Regions from separate parts of the Capsicum annuum genome. Here region 1 is linked to region 2. Evidence: chromatin contacts called from public Hi-C data. All regions are on one chromosome and are shown on one strand. Each heading gives the region's core, a stretch centred on a gene start, on an enhancer-like site or on the middle of the called end of the contact. The rest is flanking DNA. Distances are from core to core; before and after follow the strand shown. Region 1 holds the start of LOC107872879 (RING-H2 finger protein ATL52). Region 2 has its middle 73 kb from the start of LOC107872880.

Region 1 (4,088 bases), core at 517-3,016, 80 kb after region 2:
TGACCCTCTAGTCCGAGCATACTTTGGAGATGACAGTAGGAAAATAAATGACTTAGTGCATAATCAGCCTTTTAAAGTAATCATGGTATTTCATTTAGATTCTAAAGATCATATTTCAATTAAATATTTCTATTTTTAATATAGCGTTTCAATGCAAAATTTGACAAACTTTTTTTGCCTATATTCTCATTCAATTATTTTATTAAGTAGCAAGATAAATATATATTGTTGCATTTTGATCTTGTTGATTGAGACTTGTAACTGAAACTGCGGCTATTGTACCCGTCTCGACCCTCAACTTGCCCTCACCTCCACCGTCAACTTATCTTATTTTTATAGTATTTGTCTAAATTATACTTCATTTAAATATTCTTCTAATAATAATTTGTATTTATCTATCGAACATAAAAAATAAATAAAGTGAATGAAAAAGACAAGGTGTGGGGCTGAGGAAGAAGGAATATTTTGGGTTTTACATTTCTTTCACCAACATGATTGACTTGTAGAATTAAAACTCCATTACAACCTCTGAGTTCCTTCAGTTTCTGACACTGAATGTTCTCCCTTATATGGTTCATTCGTACACGCTCTGTTTTGAAAAAAAAAAATCCTAGGTTGGATATCTGTAATAGAATTTGATTAATTTAGGTTTACTTCGAGTAGAACTCATTCAGGAATAGCACTCCATATCTGAATGCATGTCACAAAAATTAAAACTTGTTATTAACGAAGGAACAACTCTATCCACTGTACAACATTCTTTTGACGATCATTATACACTCTTTCTCCCCCACCAAAAGAAAAAAAGCAATAAAATAAAACTTCAAACCAGGCACAGAATACACAAGGAAAGTAGCATTGAATTCAATAGCTTGAATAGAAATATCTTTTCAATTATCAAGAACCAAAGCAAGAATATATACTTCCTTATATTGTGGCTTTAAGAAGATTCCCATTTCCCATTTCTAAGACAAAAAATTGAAGATTTTATAGTTCTGGGGTAGACAAAGGTGGAATTGGGATTTTTAGTTTATGGGTTATGCGTCAACTTCTTCTTCTTCTTTGTTTCCCTTAAAGAGTTCTCAATAAATTACGCATACATATTAAACAGTATTTTCAACATAACTACAGAATTTGAACTTAAGTCATAAGATTCTGCCAAATCTGTAACTACCATGCTAGCTCCGTCCCTGAGTAGGCTAATAATGCAAGCTTTGCTTTGGTTCTCACCAGAGGTATCAAAATGGGGAGTGGGGGTTAGATTGAATTTGTGTGGCTTAAAATAGACTGAGTTATTAATTCGCTCAAAAGTTACCTAGGTTAAAATGTTAAAATGTAGGATCATAATCCACTCGCCTAATTCTTACTATCTTATTTATTATTTGTTCTTTTATAATTTTTATGTACCTGATAAAGCTGCATGATATATTAAAACATTTTAACAATTTCTCATTGATTAATTTAGGTTCGTATCAGCTCAATTTTTAATTGGCTAGACGAGTTGAACAAAAAAAAAAAAAAAAAAATTAATTGATAAACAACCCACTGATACTTAAACAGATTGAACGAATTATGTTCTCATAAACTAATTTTCCACCTCTCACTGAGTTGATGTAACAGTAATTAAAAACTGATAAATAGATTCAATTGGCTAGTGTTAAACAAGTTTCTACTGAATTTACTTAGGAGTGAAGATATTTAAAAAGTGAGTAATGTCAAATATAAGTTTCTTTTGTACAAAAGGGAAAGAGCTACATGTAATCTATCCTATTAATCCAGTTTAGTGGCAAGTGGCTTGTACCCATGATAAAGCATTGATTACTTTGATGAATGCCCAACCAACAACATGACCATGTTAGTCAATATACCACTATCTCCAATAAAGCAAATTAAAGAAACAAAAAGAAGAGAACAAAGAAAAAGCAAACAAAAGTAAAACAGAAAAAAAAAAAAAAAAAAAACTAAGTATTCTCCTTCTTTATGTCTTATCATATGCTCCCTTTTTCCTATCTGATATAACCAAAGTGCTCTTAGGTAACTTCTCATTCCTCTGTTTTCCCCTGTTTTATACGTATTGCTTGAGATGGGAAAGTGACCTCTTTTTGGGCCACACAAAATTTTGTTTTTCTGCAGTGTCATGTATAGTAAGAGTCTTCCGGACGACGATAAATTGGTGCCTGTAAGTAATCCAAGAACTTGGGCACCATATATGAGTACTAGGGACTGTTCTCAAGGATTTTGCAGTTTATACTGCCCACAATGGTGTTACATAATTTTCCCTCCACCACCACAATTTGATTTCTCTGCTGATGATGATTCTGGTCGTAATTTCTCTCCTCTAGTTATCGCGATCATCGGAATTCTTGCTAGTGCTTTCCTATTAGTAAGCTACTATGCCATAATATCAAAGTATTGTGGGAATTCAAGAAGAAGGGAAAATCATCAGGAAGAATCAGAATTTGAAGAGGATCATGACCCTTCTAATCACGAGGCATGGAATGTTACCGCGGGTGGTGGTTTGGATGAGGCATTGATCAAGTCTATTACAGTGTTTAAATACAAGAAATGCGATGGATTATTGACTGAAGGAACAAATTGTTCTGTTTGTTTAAGTGAATTTCAAGAAGATGAAAGTCTTAGACTTTTGCCTAAATGTAGCCATGCTTTTCATGTAATGTGCATTGATACATGGCTAAAATCTCATTCAAATTGCCCGTTATGCCGGGCTCATATAACTGTTTCAAATGCTTCACCTCCTCCATTACCTCCTCCTATTATGGAAGCTCCTCAAATTGAAACAACTCCACAAATCCAACCGGAACGTGATATAGAAATGGGCATCAGAGAAGAGGAAACACGAGACGAAGAAGAAAAAGAAGAGGATGTAACGAACCAAAACCATATGAATCAAGAAGTTAGGAGGAGATCAGTGTCAATGGATTGTGTATCTCAAGGTCATTTATCTATAGCTGATATACTGAGAATTGATCAAGATGAATTTCATGATTGTGTAACGGGGGAAAATTGTGAGTTGCAAAGGGATGTTGGAACGTCAAAACAAGAAAATAATGGTGAAGAAATGAGTAGGAGTGGGATTAGAAACAATGTACTAGTACAATATTGTGTAGCAAGTCCTATGATGATGAAGAGATCATTATCAAGTGGGAGATTCTTGTTTACCAAACGGGGGAGAGGACAAAATATGGCCAATCCATTGTCAAATGTTTGAATATTTTTTTGTGCTAATTTTTTAGGAGGATTTGTGTATGCTATTGAACAAAGAGTTGATTAAACATGAGTTTGAAAGGTATTTTTCCTCTTAGAATTTGAGTTTTTCTGTTCCTCTTTTTCCCATCCACTATTTTTGTATAGCTTAGTGGGTGGACGATTGTTCTATGCAAAAATCAAGGGAGAGTTCTATGTCTTGGGATTCCATTGGCAATTTGGCATGTTGAGTTTTGTTTGTTTGATTATTGATGAGAGGCTAATACAGCTACAACTGTTGTATTGGAGATTTGGAGTTAGGTTTAATAGCCCCTTAAACAAAAATGTTGCGAGTGAGTGATTTTTGTAGGGATGATTTTAGAAACTTTTGATCACGTTTCTTGTCGTAACATTAATTTCTCTTGTAGTTTAGATATTATACTTGGCTCTAATAATACCAATAGGCATGCAACATCCTTAATTTTTCCGCACAAACACTATGGTGTTATATACTATATTGATCGCAATACCGGAAGATTGCAACTCCAGAATGTAAACAACAAACGGAAATTGCAGAACAATTGAAAAAATAGGACAATTAATCAGAAAGGGGACAAGCTAAAAATTTGAAAGAGGAGGTGAGAAGAATAGACTGAGCCAAGGCTGCAAAACTCCTAACATAGTATGTAACACCATCGACCCTAGTGTTTCCTTCTTTCTAGTTCACGTCAAATAAAACTCTCTAACATGTTACTTGGCCCAATAAAATTTCACTTCTAGCTCATATAGGATCTTATGGAGCTTCTACCAAAAAAAAAGGATCTTATGGAGCCAGCTTGCTTCACAACAAGGTAACATACTTCCGTGACTTATTTTGTTAATAA
Region 2 (4,035 bases), core at 706-3,205:
AGTGAGTTGATTAGCCATTCTCTACAAAACTATATTAACTTTCTTCTAATGGAACAACGAATAAGGGCTAATTAGACATACATTTACATCTCCTTAATCCTAAATGTCTTAAGACTTAGATTTACTGGCTAATTTAAATATCTGGATTTGTTTTTGTATTTTCAGATCAACTTATAAAACACATTTGTCTGGTTACAAGCGAACTGTCTACATTTCAAAGAGACAAGAAAAATCTACTATCCACCTGGGGAAGTGGGGTCCAAGTGATAAATATTTTTCAATTCTTAATTAGATGGTATTTAGAGAGCAGTCTACTCCTAAAGTAAGATTTTCGAGCCCAAATCTAGATTAGTCCAATCTAAAACGGCTAATGGACACCAGGTCAGAGATCAAAAAAATTGCCAACTGATGATGTTTTTCCTTCTTTAATTTGTTACTACCTTTTTAAAAAAAAAATGTAAAGAATCGAGCAATTAAGGGCTCGTTTTATTTGAAGACAAGTTATAAAGGATTGATTATGTTGAGATTAGTATTCTTGTATTATTTCTTATCGATTGTTTGATTTGTCAAATTATAAATAACAAGCATTGCATAATTTTTTATAAGAAGTTGTTTATTTGTAAAAATACACTTCACCTTATTTAGTAGAAAAAAAGTTTGAGGGACCTCAATGGTATTTTGTCATATTTTCTTTTCTTTTCCAGGATAACTAATTCCACTACTATTGTTCCAAACTGTGGTAGAGATAACTTATTCAGATACTAATTACTTATCCTAATATAACTTATTCAAGAATTAATAACCAAACAAGGGACAAGTTAATGGTGGAGTAAAAATAGGATGCGGGATTTAATATAAATTTTGAAAAAGCAAGGGATATTGAATAATATAGTCTCAGAACTTTGAGTTTTGTATAATTTATCCTATTTTTTATCCCATAATATCTATGTTACCAAACGACCCCAAGAATATAACTTCCAGAGTTTCAAAAGAACCGTAGGTTCGCAACTCCAGGGTCAATGAACTTGAATTGCATGACTTCATTTCTAATGAAAATAACCAAACATCGCACTTGCTATGAACCTACTTGCTAGAAACCAATTTGCAAGTCATATTCTAGCTAAAGTAAAATTAATGTTGATATGTCGGTTCAAAGTCTCTAGTTCTAGTTCTAGCACGTAGAAAATCTTGTCACGTCCCTTTTTCTCCAATATGATGGACCACTTGCCTATGGGGTTGTTAATTAGATTCTATGCTCTAAACTATCTTCTATTGGGAGGTTTAATCTAGTCATTTAATAACTTAGCTCTAGCTACTGGGCTCCAAGGGTTAAAATGAGATGCATATAATTCTTTCACGTTTAATTAAATATTTCGAATTCAAGCATGGACAAGGGAAATAATCAAAAAGGGAACTCTCTTCCTTGGCATGGAGCAATTTCAAATTAGTGGAGTCCAAAAATAAGTATAAAATATTGAATAGTAAAGAAAAAGGAATAAATAATAGAAACCTATAGCTTTGGCAGCATATGCTATATTTGCCAAGTTGAAAAACACAGTGGTTGGCTGGTGTGGTAGCAAATATCCCAAGAGTAAAGACACGTCACTTTGAGGCCCATTTAATTGGGTTAAGCCCAACAAAGCCGATCCCAAACAAATAGAAGTGTCTAATGGAGTGGGGTTCACGATTGGTAACTTACTTAAACGTGCCCTTTGGTAACTTACGTATATATGTATTTATACGTATATAATGAATATTTTGTTCCAAACGTATACTTGCTCATTATACATTATGCATGGTATACATTTGATCAATTAGATGGTTCAATGATATTGGACTGTAATTTTTGCATCCATGAATGGAGATAAGCCGAAGATAAGTGATCAGACAATCATAGTATAGACTAAAGACTATAGAGTAGTACTCGTAGACAAGTCAATGTTGGAAAATACCAAGTCAATAACCAGTGTTCCCATCTAATCAATCTTTATTTCATACCCACCAAATTTTAGGGGACCCTATCTCTTCTATCGAAACTATTTTTGCCTGGACGCTTTACGAAATTGTAGAATGGTCCAAAGGCATCGACATAGTGGGTGTTTAGATGGGTTATATTTTGATCAAAATAATTTTTAAGTTGTTTTTTTTTTAAATGTTTGACGAGTTTTAAAATTGCTTAAAAAAGCTAAAATTTGCTTTTTATAAGTCAAACTAGAGAAGCATGGTCCATGTCAGCATGAGCCCAACATTAATATATTTATTTATCCTTTCTATCTTGATTTATTTAAATAAAATTTTCTAATAAAAGAATTGCAAATGTTTTCTAGGATTCATCCGAAATCTAGCATGAGTTCAACATATGTTATTTTAATATATATTTAGATAATTTAAGTTATTAACTATTGTAATTTATAATATTTTAATATAATTTTCAAATTAATATACGGTACTTTTTTCGTCCAAATTTTTGTGGTATTGATGGTCAATTATATTTAAAAAATAATTTAAGTTTTTAATTATTGTGATTTATGCTACTTTTCTTCTATTTCAATTTTAGTGACACCAATATAATTTTCAGAGTCGATCAAATATTTTATATCTTTTAAATTTTTTAAGTTGTTAATTATTGTGATTTCTAGTATTTTTCATGTAATTGTTTTGAAATATATAACATATTAAATTATTTTTAGATATTTTAAGTTGTTAACTATTGTAATTTATGATACTTTTTATGTAATTTTTGAATAATATATGCTACTCTCCTTGTCCAGAGTTTTGTGTCGAAGATAGCCAATGATATTTTTTTAAATAATTTAAATTTTTTATCATTGTAATTTATAATATTTTTTCTATTTTAACTTATGTGGCACAATGCTTAAATGACCATAATAATTAATTAGGGGTGATATAGTAAAATGTAATTATTATTATTTATTATTTATTATTTTTATTATGTGTATGTATTGATTCAAGAAGAATTTGAAAACATTTGAAATGTGTTGAATGTTACAAATGTTAATAATCCATTTGGTGCTTATTGATTTCTCTACATTTATCTCTTGTGTATTTTTACTCTTTTGCCCTTTGAGTATATGTAGTAATTTTTTTTTAAATATCATGAAATTTTTTATTCATATATATATATATATATATATATATATATATATATATATATATATATTATATAGTAAAATCGTGGATTCAATATTATTAATTTTCAATACATAAGTGACTTATAATAATTAATTGCGAGTGATGCATTAAAATCACGATTGAATCAGCAGAAATCAGTCAAATTTTTTTTGTTGATTATTGTTATTTACAGTACTTTTTATTTCATTTTCAAATAATGTATGTTGTTTTATATCTTTTTCTGTCCCGTTTCAATTTATGTGGCACTAATATAATTTTGATAGTCAATCAAATATTTTATGTTAACATATCATTTTCTTATTTTTATTTTTCTAATACATAAATGACTTATAATAAGGAGTGATATAGAAAAATCATCGTTCGAAAGAAGAAAATTTAATTTAAAACATTAAGAGTTAATTTCGCATTTTATGTCTATTTTATTTTTCATTAAATATTATTTATTTTCTTAATACCTAGATGACTCATAATAATTAATTAAGAGCGATTGATTATATTATTACTATAAAAATTAATATAATTTTATCATATCCAATAGTAATCATCGATCATTCACCGAAATAGTATATTAATTAAATACGGGATGTTGTATTTGCATATGCAAAATATGATATTATTAAATATTATTGGATTGTGCATTATATTTATCTTTTACAATAATAAAATTTTACTATATATTTTTCTTTATTTCTTTTTAACTTGATACATATTGGCCCAACACAAATTCTAAGAAAATATTCATTAGAAATTTATTTTATTAAATTAAATTTATTAATTTTGTACTTTAAAAATTTAAAGTTAATTTTAAATATTAGTATTTCAGTATAAGAAAAAAATAATTTTAAAATTTAAAATTACTAAAATAAATAAATAAATAAAATA

The links. A called contact is a pair of places that touch in the nucleus more often than the background predicts.
Region 1: a Hi-C map of leaf shows a contact between it and region 2, with 3 times the contacts expected there. The contact joins the promoter of LOC107872879 here to the enhancer-like site in region 2. A contact is called at or near these places in 2 of 5 Hi-C or Micro-C datasets (leaf and placenta).

Annotation. Positions count from the first base shown.
Region 1 is chr6:186,195,831-186,199,918 of UCD10Xv1.1, forward strand. LOC107872879 (RING-H2 finger protein ATL52) reads left to right here and starts at 1,767. Exons shown (of 2, transcript XM_016719531.2): 1 at 1,767-2,034; 2 at 2,134-3,310. The coding sequence starts at 2,138. The coding sequence ends at 3,229.
Region 2 is chr6:186,115,831-186,119,865 of UCD10Xv1.1, forward strand. No RefSeq gene overlaps it. Among protein-coding and RNA genes, the nearest start is that of LOC107872880, 73 kb to the left of the region's middle. Within about 2 kb of position 1,956, at least 4 of the 5 cell types and tissues checked have an H3K27ac peak or open chromatin away from gene starts, as enhancers often do. A contact at or near this core is called in leaf, where this site is marked.